Regions from separate parts of the Zea mays genome. Here region 2 is linked to region 1. Evidence: chromatin contacts called from public Hi-C data. All regions are on one chromosome and are shown on one strand. The core of a region is the stretch at or near the end of the contact, and the rest is flanking DNA. Distances in the headings are between cores, read along the strand shown.

The links. A called contact is a pair of places that touch in the nucleus more often than the background predicts.
Region 2: a Hi-C map of ear shows a contact between it and region 1, with 2.0 times the contacts expected there. The contact joins the promoter of LOC100216844 here to the promoter of LOC100191865 in region 1. A contact is called at or near these places in 3 of 25 Hi-C or Micro-C datasets (ear, leaf mesophyll and tassel).

The regions. Positions count from the first base shown.
Region 1 is chr2:235,462,420-235,469,668 of Zm-B73-REFERENCE-NAM-5.0, reverse strand. LOC100191865 (putative RING zinc finger domain superfamily protein) reads right to left here and starts at 4,189. Exons shown (of 1, transcript NM_001137289.1): 1 at 2,613-4,189. The coding sequence starts at 4,104. The coding sequence ends at 2,932. It overlaps TRNAA-AGC (transfer RNA alanine (anticodon AGC)), which reads right to left and starts at 5,354; the gene lies at 5,282-5,354. LOC100284345 (sec12-like protein 2) reads left to right here. Exons shown (of 10, transcript NM_001157240.2): 4 at 18-109; 5 at 201-300; 6 at 384-459; 7 at 549-669; 8 at 773-889; 9 at 973-1,040; 10 at 1,139-1,573. The coding sequence ends at 1,239.
Region 2 is chr2:235,752,961-235,759,555 of Zm-B73-REFERENCE-NAM-5.0, reverse strand. It overlaps LOC100216844 (Disease resistance protein RPS2), which reads right to left and starts at 5,278. Exons shown (of 5, transcript NM_001359504.1): 1 at 5,065-5,278; 2 at 3,679-4,140; 3 at 3,545-3,592; 4 at 1-2,175. The coding sequence starts at 3,556.

The sequences.
Region 1 (7,249 bases), core at 2,940-5,439:
TTTCTATTCTTTTGTAGGATGGGCATTTAAGAGTCTTCAAGTGGCCGGCTATGGCGCCTGTTCTCACAGAAACTGATACTAAAACATCAATTAAGGATCTTACCATCAGGTAAACAAATTACCATTAAACTCTCTCTTCGCACTTGAATATTGGTTGTGAGATACTGATGGATTTTCTCTGCTTTGGTCCATGCTTTCAGTTCCGATGAGAGGTTTATTGCCGTGAATAGGAGCAGTGGCCCATGCAGAGTGTGGGATTTGCAGTCATCTGAAGTTGTAGCCAGTCTGCCAAGAGAAGCAGTGAGTTCTTTTCTCGGGCGAAATGCATTATTAGAATGATTCCATGTCTTTGTTTCAATAGAGTTTGATCTGTACATTTCCAGGGGGAAATGTTTGGATTCTGCAGATTTTGTAATAAGGCAGACAACAGTCATGTCCTATTTATAACAGCAATGGAAGGTGACATTAAGGTTTACGTTGATCTAGTTACAAACTGAATTAGGCAACAAGCTTAAGGTTTGGCAATACCTGAGTAATATTTTTTTTAGGTGATTATGGAAAAATAGTATCTTGGAATACTACCTCATGGACAAGAACAGGATCAAAGAAAATAACTCGTGAGGCAATTTCAGCGTTTGCGGTGTCGCCCAACGGTGCTCTCCTTGCAATGTGAGATTGGAAATATTCCTTTGGTTTTATTTATAATCATCTTGTAGACATAGCGTGGCTGTATTTTCTTAAAAAAAATTATTTGTCTGCCTTTGGTTTCTAGTGGAACAATCGAAGGAAGCGTGGTCATAGTCGACTCAAAAGACATGCGGACACTTGTAACAGTTAAAAAGGCCCATCTTGGTGTTGTGACTACACTGTCCTTCTCTCAGGATTCAAGGTTAGTATCTTTAACTTCGAGTTGACAAATCTAAAGGGAAAAAAAATGCAATTTCTCAATGTAGTTGCTCTACATCATCCCAGAACATTGCTGTCAACTTCCTTTGACTCTACTGCAAGGGTGACGTACGTTGGTTCCCCGAAGAGTAATGGTATGCTGCACCTTTCAATCATAGATTTGCTTTTTTTTTTTCTCCCAGCCATTCCTTGCAAGCCCTATACTAAAAAACGGATGGTTGTTTACTGACAGGAACAAGTATATGGCCCATCCTACTAGTTATCATTCTTGCAGTTTTAGTGTACTACTGTATGCAGCACAAAGAAGACATTCTGGCGATGTTGCCGCGTTGAGATAGATTTCTGTTGAGCCCCACCGCTCCCCTGACTGATCTACTCTACTGGACATATTAGTAGTGTTGCTTCAGAGATTGGACAAGTTTTGGACTTAGGTCAACTTCATTATTTTCTCAAGGATACAACAATACAGCAAAAGGTGTTGAGCCCTTTCATGTTTGTAGTAGAAAGGGTCATGTACTCAGGTTGTCCAAGTTTTGTAAGTTGATGATGGCCGCAAGTGATAGTCATCTGTGTTTATGTTTAATCATGCCGCACTTGTGAGTTGCAAGGAGATCGTCCCAAGAGTCCAATACAGTGAGTTGCAAGGAGAACAATCTGTGTTTGGATGACCTTTTTTTTGCGTTGGAACTTGCAAATGTCTTGTTGCCCTTGCTAGGTTTGCTGAACTCAATGGTGTCATCTTTGGTTACTATCCCCAAGACCAATACTGCGCGTGTACTCAGCAGTGAAGTGCACTACAGTCAGACGAACCTTCTGAGTTCTGAGTGTCAAAAGGGTCAAAGGCGTGAGGTGTGTTGTGTTGTGTGCATGACCTTAATCCTCAATGAACCTAAAAGAATCGTGAGAGGTACACCGCACACCTAACTTTTTACATATTGTGTTGCGTTGGAAGGTGATTGCCTGCCCATCCCAGAAGGAAGAAGCTTCACCCACAGGCCACAGCGAGCCAGCCATCAGCAGCACAGGCACACACTGCCAGCATCCACATCTCATTTGATGACCAACAGCGACGCAGAACAGCCGTCCGGTCCAAGCAATTGATGCACACTGCCTCGACAGGCGACTGGGCAGAACTACCCTGCCTACTTCAACCTCACACCATTAGCGTTGGAATTTTTAAATGAGGTGTTAGTGCCCTGACAGAGACATGGCAATGCAGGTGAGACGGCCTGTCAGATGGAACTTTGTCCATAATCCTAACCTCTAGACATACCAGGTTTAGTGGGTGTTTGGCACTGCTCTAGACTCTAGGTTTCAGCTTCATCGTGAAGCTGTGATGTATAATATAAATTTAAATTGCTTTAAAAATTATTAATCTAAATACAAAATAAAATTGCTTATCTAAGCTTCTTCTAACTGTATATAACTTCAGCTTAACGATCTTCTGAAGCTCTTCATCGACCTCACCAAATTTTGAAGCTCAAGTAATAGTAAACAGGGCCTTAAAAGGCCATGTTTGATACAGAGAAACTAGATAGGAGTGAAACAAATCTGAGCAACATATAACTTCAGATCATTCATGTACCCATAACGAACATGAGTGATCTCTTAGGCTATGTCGATTGGAGAGGATTAAATACCTTCCTATTCAATTTTGAATAGCCCCTCCAATTCCCTTCGTTCCGCTCCAAAACGAACATGCCCTTACACGTATCTTACACATGTATTCGTGCTGTAAATTTCGCATACAAAACTACTTCCGTCAAGGATTCTTTCTTACTTACAATTCCTGACGCTCCGCAGTGCATGCACAGGCTCACGAGTTATTTACTTGTTACTGCTGACGAAGCGATTATACAAGAAACATGGAAAAGATATCATTTTTTACCTTCTCATGTCTCGTGCCCGGCACACACAAAAACTTGGCAAACCAACACCAACCTTCACTCCTCCAAGCTCCCAGCTCCCAAAGCTGCAAGTTTCACCAGACCACCGATGGCCTCGTCGTCGGCCTCAGTCGGTTCGCTATGACGTCTCGTCGGCGCTGACGCCGGGCGCCGACGGCCCCGGCCTTGGCGGCAAGCGCTGGCAGGTAGCGGCGCCGAACGAGGCGGACCGGTGTACCCCGACCCCGGCCATCTCCAGCGCGTCCGAGAGCTTGAGGAGCCGCCTGATCTTGCCGAGCCCCGTCACGTCGTCCTCGCCGTCGCGGAAGCTGCTCGACGCCGGCGCACGCAGCGGGACGTCCGGCCACGCCCGCCGCGGCAGCGCCGCCATGGACGACGCGGCCCGCCTGACGGCCCGGTCAGGAAAGCCGCCGCCGCGCGCGGGGTCCTGTGTTTGAACGCCACCGATGACGGCGCCAGCAGCAGGGTTACCCTCTTCCCGGCGCCCGGACGTTCCCGGTGCGGGGTTGGGGTTAGCGGCGGCGGCGGCGACCTGCACGGGCGCGCGGCAGAGCGGGCAGTTGACGTGGGCGCGGAGCCAGGTGTCGATGCAGGCGCGGTGGAAGGCGTGGGCGCAGCGCGGCAGCAGGCGCAGCGTCTCGCCGTGGCGGAACTCCGCGAGGCACACCGCGCAGCTGCCGCCGCCGTCGGAGCTGGCGCCGGCGCCGCGCTTCTTGGCGTCGTACACGACCGCGGCGATCGCCGAGATGGCGCGCTCGTCGAGGCCCTTGGTGCGTATGTACCACACGTGGTGCACGCCGCCGCCGGCGGCCTCCTCGTCCTCCCCCTCGCCGGCCTGCTGCGCCACCGCGCCAGCCAGAACCTGGCCCCCTCCCGTCTCGGCGTGGTGGGCCAGCGGCGCGCCTTGCGCCCGCCGCCGCCGCGCGACCAGGCAGTGGACGAGCAGCGCGAGCAGGAGGACCGCGGACACGGTGAGGAGCGACGCCGAGAGCGCGACGAGCGGGGTCGGGAGCCGGCTCGAGCGGAGGCGCACGGTGGCCCCAGGGGACGGCGGAGGCGGCGGCTGGCACTGGGGCAAGTAGGCGCACGGGCCGGAGCAGCCGTCGCCGCAGAAGAGGAGCGGAGGGGACGTGGCGACGCCGCCGCCGGGGTCCCCGTCCCGCTGAGGCAGCGGCCCAATCGGCCTGGGCCTCTTGGTGGGCTTGGGCTTAGGCGGCTTCGGCTCTGGCTTTCGCCGCGGCAGCGGCTTCTCCTCCTCCTCCTCCTCCGGCAGCGGCAGCGGCGGCGGCATGGAACGGATCGCCTTGACGCGTGCCCTGCCGTGCCGTGTGAGACTCGACGCGGTGTGTGTGTGTGGTCGCGCTACTCGACTCGGCCTCGCCTTGTGTTGTTGTTGTTCGATGTGAATGCGGTGGTGATGTGGTGGAAGGGTGACCTGTGAGATTTGTCATGGAAGTCTGTCCATGTAAAAAAGATGAAAATGATTTTGACGGAGATTATGACACTACTGGACTACTATACGCATGAGTGGTTTAAAATAAAAGCCAGGAGTTAGAAAGCAGCTTTCATGGAATATCTTGCTCAGTTGACAGTGGGGACTGGGGTCAGGTCAGTGCTTTTTTAAGCACGATTTCTTTTGCATTATTTATCCCGGGACAAGACGAGCAAGGTTAATGATATAGATTATAGTAGGCTTTTTATAATATAATACTGTCATGCCACATGTTACCAACTAAAAAAATCAGTAATATAATAACTAGCTCACGATACAAATGGTACGTTTAATACTTGGTCTCTCTGTTCCTCTTATAAATTATTTAAAGCTAGTTTAGAAATCTCATTACACCAAATTTTCATTTTTCTAAGAAAAAAATAGTTTATTTTTCCTTTGGAAATATAAATCGCTCGGTAAAATGGAGCTCTCAAACTAGTCGTGTAAGAGTAGTTTTGTGAGCGGTCTTTTTTAGCTGGCTACTAGCGAGCAGGCTTATTCTCTCTAATTCTCTCCTTTTTTTTATATATAGTTTACTATGAATTTGATGTGATATGTATAGCAAAAACAGAGTAGCTTGCGGGTTAGCAGAAGCAGGATATTAAGTGATGGGGTGGTGGAACAAATCCCATTTTAAATAGGAACGGGCAACGGCAGCAGCAGCAGTAGATATATTGTTGTGGTTGGGTGTTTGTTGGCCGTTGGCACAAACAAGGTAGATTTATGGCCGATTGACCATGCTCTGCCTGGGACGAGTGGCCCACCCGCACTCGCGCGACGCGTCCCGCTACCGGCCCCACGTGCCCATGCGCTGTGTCTGTGCCGGCGGCCTGACGGGTGGGACTCCTGTACTAGGTGGGGCTGCCTCTGTGGGCCGTTTTAGGGAGAACGATAACAAAAGCTCTTGGGCCGGGTTCTGGTAACGAACGCCCATATGTACAATGGTAATGCCACGAAGCCCAAAACAAAAAAAAAATGGAGATGCGGGGTATCGATCCCCGTACCTCTCGCATGCTAAGCGAGCGTTCTACCATCTGAACTACATCCCCATTTACGTTACGTTGGAAACTGAGTTAGATAATAAAGAGATACATGGAAAGCCGACGGCGGGATACCATTGCGACCTGCGGAGCTGTGGCTGCCGCTCGACGCTTGCGAGTTGCGTTTCCATCGCCAGTCCCCATCCAATACCTGGGAAGAGAGATCGGCGAGTTGCGTCGCCAATTACGTCTTTCCCTGTATCTCTACTATACTTTACTAGTTTCAAGGGTCGTACTACGTCATTTTTTACATAAAGACTCTACATTTCTTTCAAATCAACTCAATATAAAATGTTAAAAAGCGGTGTAAAAGATAGGGTTTGAACCCGCATTCCCACTGGACGAAGCTGTCTAACCAATAGAACATCATGCTTATGTGTTTATAATATCGAATATAAATTATATATATATATATATATCATTTTTTGTAAAATAAAAAAATCGTGTCGGGTTGGGCCAGCACGCCGCTCGTGCCGGGTTGGCCCAAACACTATTAAATGGGTCGTGCCTCGGGCCGGCTCGCGAGACACGACTCATTTGGTCATCTATACCTTCGCACGATAATGATGGTCCTCGTCTCAGTTACCACCACCTTATTCGTCATTCTACTTCTTTTATCTCTCCCCTCATGCATCCACCTCCGCGCCACCCTATTCTCGGCAGAGAGGCGTAGGAGCATGCACCTCTTCCTCGTATTCGTCCAACACCATCCTCGACACCGACTCGCGCAATGGCTATTGAATATCCACGAGGACGTTTCACATCATGCGCGCACCATCGTTTTCGCCATCGTCGGGCGTCCCGTTCGTCTTCCCGGCCTTCGCTCTGTTCTTCCTCCCCAACCTGCTGCTCCTGCCCACGGTCGCAACCGCAAGCCGACCGACGCTCGTCGACGCGAGTACGGCGCGAGTTGGTCACACTCCTGGCCTTTCTCCGTGCGTGTCGTCGAGGAGGACATGGTGGCACCTGCCACACTTAGGTTATCTTAGCGATGAGGAGTCCAGGTCTGAGATATTGGACAACCAAGGCCCATAGCGTGGCAGCAGCCGACATATGCTACAGAGTTGGTGGTGGTGTTGTGTCGCTTCGACGGGTCTAGGGCTGGGAAGACACTCGCATTCTCTCGCCCTTCTCGGATTGGCGCTTGGTGCGGGTGCCTCTTGGTTTGGAGCTGCTCCGGCTGAGCTTCTTTCTACGCTTGCGTGCTCTCTCCCTATATATCTAGCGGTATACTACCTATGTCGCCTCCAGATGCCCAGGTCTCTGATTTGTTACCTATGGTACACGTGCGTTCTTAAAAAATATTATGCGAAGAGCGGAGACAATCAATAAAAAATCTTGAGAACTTTTTGGTGGATAATTTACGTGGGTATTATTGTGAGCCGTCGCAACGCACGGGTAACCGACTAGTTGGAATTTAGTTTACCTTTTGCGGCTCAAAACTACCCAAACAACAAAAAACAATAATAATAACGACAATAACAACAACAACAACAACAACAACAACAACAACAACAACAACAATAATAATAATAATAATAATAATAATAATAATAATAATAATAATAATAATAATAAGTTGTTCATGCACCACTACAGTTTTTATATATGATATAAGTATTCTTTATACAATATAAACCAACATGAGATACAATCATTAGACGCGGGTGCTATTTTCCTCGAATCCCGATAATTGCACATTTAGGGAACACTCCCTACGTGCGGAGGGAACGATGCACGACGAAAATCATTATTTATATTACTGTTTCTTATATATTACATATATGTAGACCTTACTTGAATGAGATATTTATACAAACATAATTATTTTTTATTTTCTAATTATTAGTATACATATATTTTAAATATCTCTCCTCCATATAATGCACGCAGGTGTGTGTCGT
Region 2 (6,595 bases), core at 4,029-6,528, 290 kb before region 1:
GAAGGATATAGGAGAATCACCTTCATCTCCCTTCACATGTAGCAGTTGGCCCTTGGCGACGTCTACATATATTGACGTGTTATAACCTTCTGGGGTTGTCACTTCTAGGATCATTTCATCACTTGTACATGCCAAGCCATCTGGTCGGCGACCAGGAGAGGAAATCTCGAAATGTACAAAGTGGTAACTGAAATACTGTTTTAAGGGCAAAAGTGACCAGAGCAGCCTTTCATCGTATACTGAAATATACCACCACAAATATTCGGCGGGGACTAGACTACCAAACATCATTGTCAATCCTGATGGAGCAGTAGCACTGCCTATGGTAGTCTCCTTTTTTGTTCGAATGCGCAGCTTGCCAGGATATTCTCTCTCTCTTCCTTCCGGAGGCCATAGGATTGCACGTAGCATGTTGCAGTCTAGTAGAATTAGCTCATTAAGTTTCAGCATTATCATCGCACTGAGATCCAGCCTCTTCACAGCTGATCCTGAGATATCAAGGCTCACGAGCTCATTGAATGATCCTGTCAAGAGTACATTCTCTAGCTGAGCACACCCGGCCAATGAGATCTTCTCTAGTCCAGCACATCCTTGATGAATGACGATGGTCTCCAGGCTGCAGCTTTTTTCTGTGGCAGATATGCAACTCTTTCCACTACTGATTATTTCGTTACCAGAGAGGTCAAGAAACCGCAAGTGTTTCGACCCTGCCAACAAGTCACCATTCCAGAGAGTTGTACCACATTCAATTGTAGACTTTGCTACTCCAAGTTTGCAGATATTAGGAAGCTGCCCCTGCAACTGGCGCATGTCCCAATCCTCGGCTCCGATCACATTTAGCACCCTCAGCTGAGTCATGAACTCTAGCATCCGTCCAGACAAGATCTGATCACAGCATGTGTAGCGCACATCCAGCACCCACAGCCTTTGGAAGCACTGCTGGATGCCATCTGCCTCCCACATCTGTGCCGCTCCATCTGGGCCGCTCTCCAGCATGTCCTGGCAGTGGTCGAGCCATAGGAATCTAAGGCTTTGGCAGCACAGGAATGGAGGCGATGAGAAGCTAAATGTGCAGTAGGATAGCTTGAGGACACCAAGTTTGTCATAATGATCAAGACTGCATCTGACAGGCGTGGCCCTCTCAAGGATCTGAACGACACGGTACGTTGGAGAAGTCCAGCGTGGACTGAAGTCGGCACACTTGACAATGTGAGTAGGCATATCTTGGTGGTCATGGTGGTGGTAGTAATCCACATCCATTCGCATCTCACGCTGCAGAGCTTCAACAGCTTTCCACAATCCAATGTCGCGGTCAACCTCTCTCTGCCCATGTTGTACATGTATGATGCCGTCACATATCCAGTAGTTGCAGCCATGAGTTTCCAGGTCATAGTCCACTATGAAGTGATGACCCATGAGACATAGATCCAGTAAGTACAAGAAGCACTCGGCAACCTGCGCTGGATCACCGATGATGCTGCCACCAGTGTTATCCTTGCTGGCAACAATCTGTGCAGCCTCTTGCAGCACAAGGTAGGACCAGAACACATGTGGGTCTTGACCCACTTGGCTTGAGGTTGCTGATAGGAAAACACCGGTGGTCCCTAGAGCCCTGGTGACTTTTGTCATGGGCATGAGCCGGAAACTCCCCTGAAATGTCCATAGGACCTTGTTGCTTGAGTACAAATGGAAGCCCAAGTCCTGCAGAGGGAAGCCAAGATTGGCTAGATCAATCTCCTCACTGCTTCCGTTGTAAAAGATCACCAGGAACCTACGGTTCTGTAATCTTTGGTAGATCTCCCTGTTGATGACTTGTGGAATCACATCACGGGAGCTCTGGTCTTCACCACGGTAGTCGTCCTCCTCATCACGCGTCTCTATCATCTCCATAAACTCAGCGGGAAGCTCCAGCTCCTCTGCGATCACTCTCTGCATAGCTCTCCTGCTCACCCACTTGGAGCAGTCGATGTTGATGACCTGATCAAACTTGAGGCCTGCCGGGGCTTCTGAAGCTGTGGCAAGGCGCTGGGCAACAGCTCTAAGGACAGCAGATGCGCCCAGCCCGTCCCAACCATCGAAGTAGAACACATTGCTTCTCTCAGTATGTGTGTCATCGCTACTGATCTCAATCAGAATTCGTTCTGCAGCTGCTTCAATGGTGTCTGCCAGGATAACCTGCAAGCATGCACGCATCTATTAAAACACGTGTAGCACAGTAAATTTTGTATGTCATGTAAATCACGCTGAATTAAAGACAAACTTTTGTTGATGTCTACATTGAGCTCTTGAACTCTAAAACCATACGTCTGCTAAACCTATTTTGTGTTCGATTTGTTAAGCTTTGCGCACGCGATTCAGTTAGTTCGGTTAGCTGTTCGTGCATTGTGTTCATTTCCTGCATGCGCGCGAGCTCCGATTCTTGTGGACGCAGAACAGCAGAAGTATGCGGACATGGACGCATCGTGCCTGCGTGGGGAAGATGCACAAACGCATGTCGCGATAAGCGCTCAGGATACTTCTTGATTGAATCATTTTGGTTGTATGCAGTTCATTCAGTTTTTCTGAACAAGGAAGAACAGAGAAAACGCTGCAGTTTTGGGCAGCGCCAAAATCTTGTGTTTGTGTCCAAATTCGCGTTGTCTTCGTCGGAGCACCAAAATGTTTGGGCAGCACCAACATTTTGTTATGGTCCAATTTTATGTTTTTTCTATTTTCGAAGGAACTATTTATGAAATTTAGACATTTACCTATTGTTTTCGGAAAGTACATATGAACTTAAAAACATTTTTGAAACCAGACACAAAATTTCTAGGTTCTAAGTTACTTAAAAAGAAAAGGTAGTGAGCTATAGTTGTAGTGGTAGGGGGGGAATCTGGAACCTTTTAGATTTAAATTTTTTTCGAATGTTGTAAATGACCTCTGATAGAGTAATGACATAAACTAAAGTTGTAGCACTCGAAAGGACATAGTCGATAACGTTTTGATTCAAAATTATTTTAGGCCATGAAATTATGTTTTAAGTATTTGGTTTTTAAAATCCATTACTAAAGTTGTAGTATACTTGACAAGATCTAAAACGCTCTAGTTCATCTTTTTTATTCGAGTTTGTTTAAGGCCTTAAATAATTGATTAAAATGAACACAAAAAGATTGTATCATTATCTTAGTTACAAATAATTTCGAGTGGTATGATTTGTAACCTGCCGCACATCCATGGAAATTGCATGATTTGCAACCTGGAATGCGTATCTCTGTGTTTGACTCTAGAAAGTATGATTACTGCCGAACATCGCCTGTGTATTGACTCTTTTGCCTTAGGGCATTTCTCTTCTTATCAATATATAAGGCAGAACTCCTGCCTGCTTGTTTCAAAAAAAAAAGTATGGTTACTGCTTCAAAGGTATATGAATAGATTTTTTTCATTCAGTTATCTGTTCCTAATGTGAGACTGGTGTGTACGTGAACATCAGGAGACTACTTGGAATCTGTTAATATAACATATATGCCTACTGCAGAAGGACAGATGAGGTTAATTAGTAGTTTACCTCCGTACGCATGATGTAGCAATGTGTGTTGAGTCCTTCAGCAAGCTCCTGGTTAACGCACAAGAATGAAGCTAAGAGAAATTGATAGAATACTCAAGAATAAAAATCAACAGGACCAGTTACGTTGTACATACCTTAGTTAAGTTGAATTGGCGGCACTAGTAGAAGATAGCCACACAGATTGAAGAACGAAATGACTGATAGAAGAGAAAGGGAGAGGTACAGTGTGTGTGTGTGTGTGTGAGAAAGACAAAAAGAGAGATGAATCACACTAGTCCATAGATCAAAGCAAAGTGACATGTGTGTTCTGTTTCTGCATATGCTAGCTTCTTTTGTGTCCAAGCATATATGTGTGTGCTTGTCACTTTGTTGATTCTTTGAGTACTCAGCTACCTGCTGCATCATATTCAAAAGCCAAAGCTTAGAGATGCCGCCCACCCCCACCCCCCCAAAAGATAAAAAGATTAAGAACTATTCAGAAATGATGCTGTCTGCCCTTGCCATCCCTGTATCCATTGGTTCTTCAGTGATCTAGATAGAGAGAGAATCCAAGGAAGAATTGGATCTGACCCTCCGCTGTAGCTTGCGTCCAATTCCTAAGAATATGGACAGTGTTAGCAGTGGCGGACGATGCGCCAAAATCAATGTGTTGCTAACGCAACGACGAAAGAAAATTCACAACACAGTCTATAGCAATTCATATCTACAAAATAAGTGATGAATATGGGAAAATGCCTTATTCAGCTTTGTTTCCTACCCAGCTCTATGAATACCTCTCTCAATCTCTTCAGCTCGTGCTCAATATTTCTTATACCTCAAATGACATCCAGCAGCAAGAAAACGTCAGGATGAGACACAAAGCTAATCCAGCGATCAGTAACGGAAACCATAATAATAGCTTAATCCTCACAATCGATGATGACAACCATTAAGTTAATAGCTTCACTATTTATGTCGAAGTGAATAAAATCGAAAAACAAACACAGGCACGCATCTTTATCAATACCAACACAGCATGAGATAGCCTAGATTCAAAGACTAGGCACGCATTATTAACAGTACTAATACACTATGAGAGAGTATAATTCAATTCAAAGATCAAGATTAGGAACAATCAATTACCAAAGATCAGAATACAGAATAATAATCGAACTACCCCACGGCATCGGAATTCTGATCAGGGACAGGGTGGAGCCACGGTGCACGCCGCCGACGCCGCGGAGGCAGTCCTGGGGCTTGGGCGCATGGAGGCGTGGTGCGCACTCCTGGGTTAAGTTTGTGGGGTGTTCATCATGAGTGGGGATGATACTAAGTTCAATATAAACAGGGTTTTGTAGGTCAATTAGTCATAAAAAAGAATTGGCCTTATTTGACACAGTCAGACAGGCTTATGAAAATCTAATAGACTGCTGTATCTCAAATTCTCAGTCAAATCGCAACGGCTGGATCTGCATATTCTCAGCAACATTTCAATTCTGCTGCCATTTTACAATGAAATACTCCTCTGAGTTACTACATACTCCTAAAATTTGCAAACCGTCCCGGCGGTCCAAATATTTCCTGCTGCAGCATTGTCGCCAACCGCTGTCTGGCGTCTGACGCAATGGCAGTCGGCGAGCAAACGGAGCCACCGGGCACCGACACGGAGCGCAGCCGGAGGCCAGGGGGCCTCCTGGAGTCCTGGGCGAGGCCACGAGGGAGCCCCTGGCGCCGGCCAGCTGCGAGCCGGTCCGGGCGGAGCCGCGGAGGGGGAGAGCCCGGAGGAGCAGGAGCTGCTGGTGGCGGATTCTGGTCGAAACAGGGGGCGGAGCGCGAAGGTTGCGCATCTACCCTGAGTGCTGATCTAGGAGCCACAGAATCGGAGGTGATTTTAGTCCCTCTAATCTCCTTCGGTATTTGGACTCTCAAACTAGTCCTGTCAAACTAGTCCTGAGAGGGTTGCTGATGCGTGCGTCAGGGTTTAGGATAAGATTTTTTGTTATTACTGGTATCTTCTTGGGTGGGTCAAAATATTGGCCAAACAATAACGTATCGGCCTTACCTAGGGTGTTCAGACAAGCGACCAAAGTGGTACGGTTTGCTGCGACTTTAATTCACGCTAGTCAGTTGTTCGTGCATTGCGACGGCTCACAATAATATCCACGTAAACTATTTATCAAAAAGATTTCAAGATTTTTTATTTATTGTCTCCGTTCTCCGCATAATATTTTTTATTTAACTAACTGGTGTTGTTGTTTACTCCATCAAATATATCTTGGTACAATACGACCAGTGAAGAGAGCGGTTAGAAGAGAGTTCACAACGACCGACTGAACGAACATAGATTATAGAATGATATAATTTCACCATACAGAGACCAAATAAGAGGAAGTTTATGAGCTCAAGTTTCTAAAATATGTTACATGAAATCAAACTTATAAAAACATAGACCAAAATATGAAGTGGTTACTAAAAGTCAGACATCAATAAAAACTGGATACGCTCCATACAAATTATGGTACTTCGTAGCAATTATTAACATTTAAAACCAACAAATAAGCTTTCCATTTACTCTTAGCGTGACAAATCTGTCAAATCATTGTTGCTCCATCCAATTCAGCAACCTCAAACACCATGTAGTCCATTGCACCAATATGGTCTTAGAAATGACCTAATGCATGCAAGGTCCAAGAACATAAGGGACGAGCACCCTGTGGTAGTGCCCCGCATGGATCTCCAAATCCTAACACATATTTTGTAGGATCCATGAGCCATCATCAGAAGAACACAAACCACGTGCAGACAATAAATAAATTATTAACACACCCAAATTATGTTTAGTCCTTAGCACAACAAAAAACTAACACCCAAAACAACAAAGGAAAAACACAATATTTTTTGCAATGACAGAAGGATGGGTGACAGGTACATAGAAGTGGTATAAGCATACCGAGTCGACACCATGGTAAGGGAAAGACCATGCAAACAGGCAATGTCGAGCCATCGAACGGGTACCATAGGCAGCAAATCAGGGACCCCCATCCCTCGCCCCCCCCCCACTTCAAAGGTTTC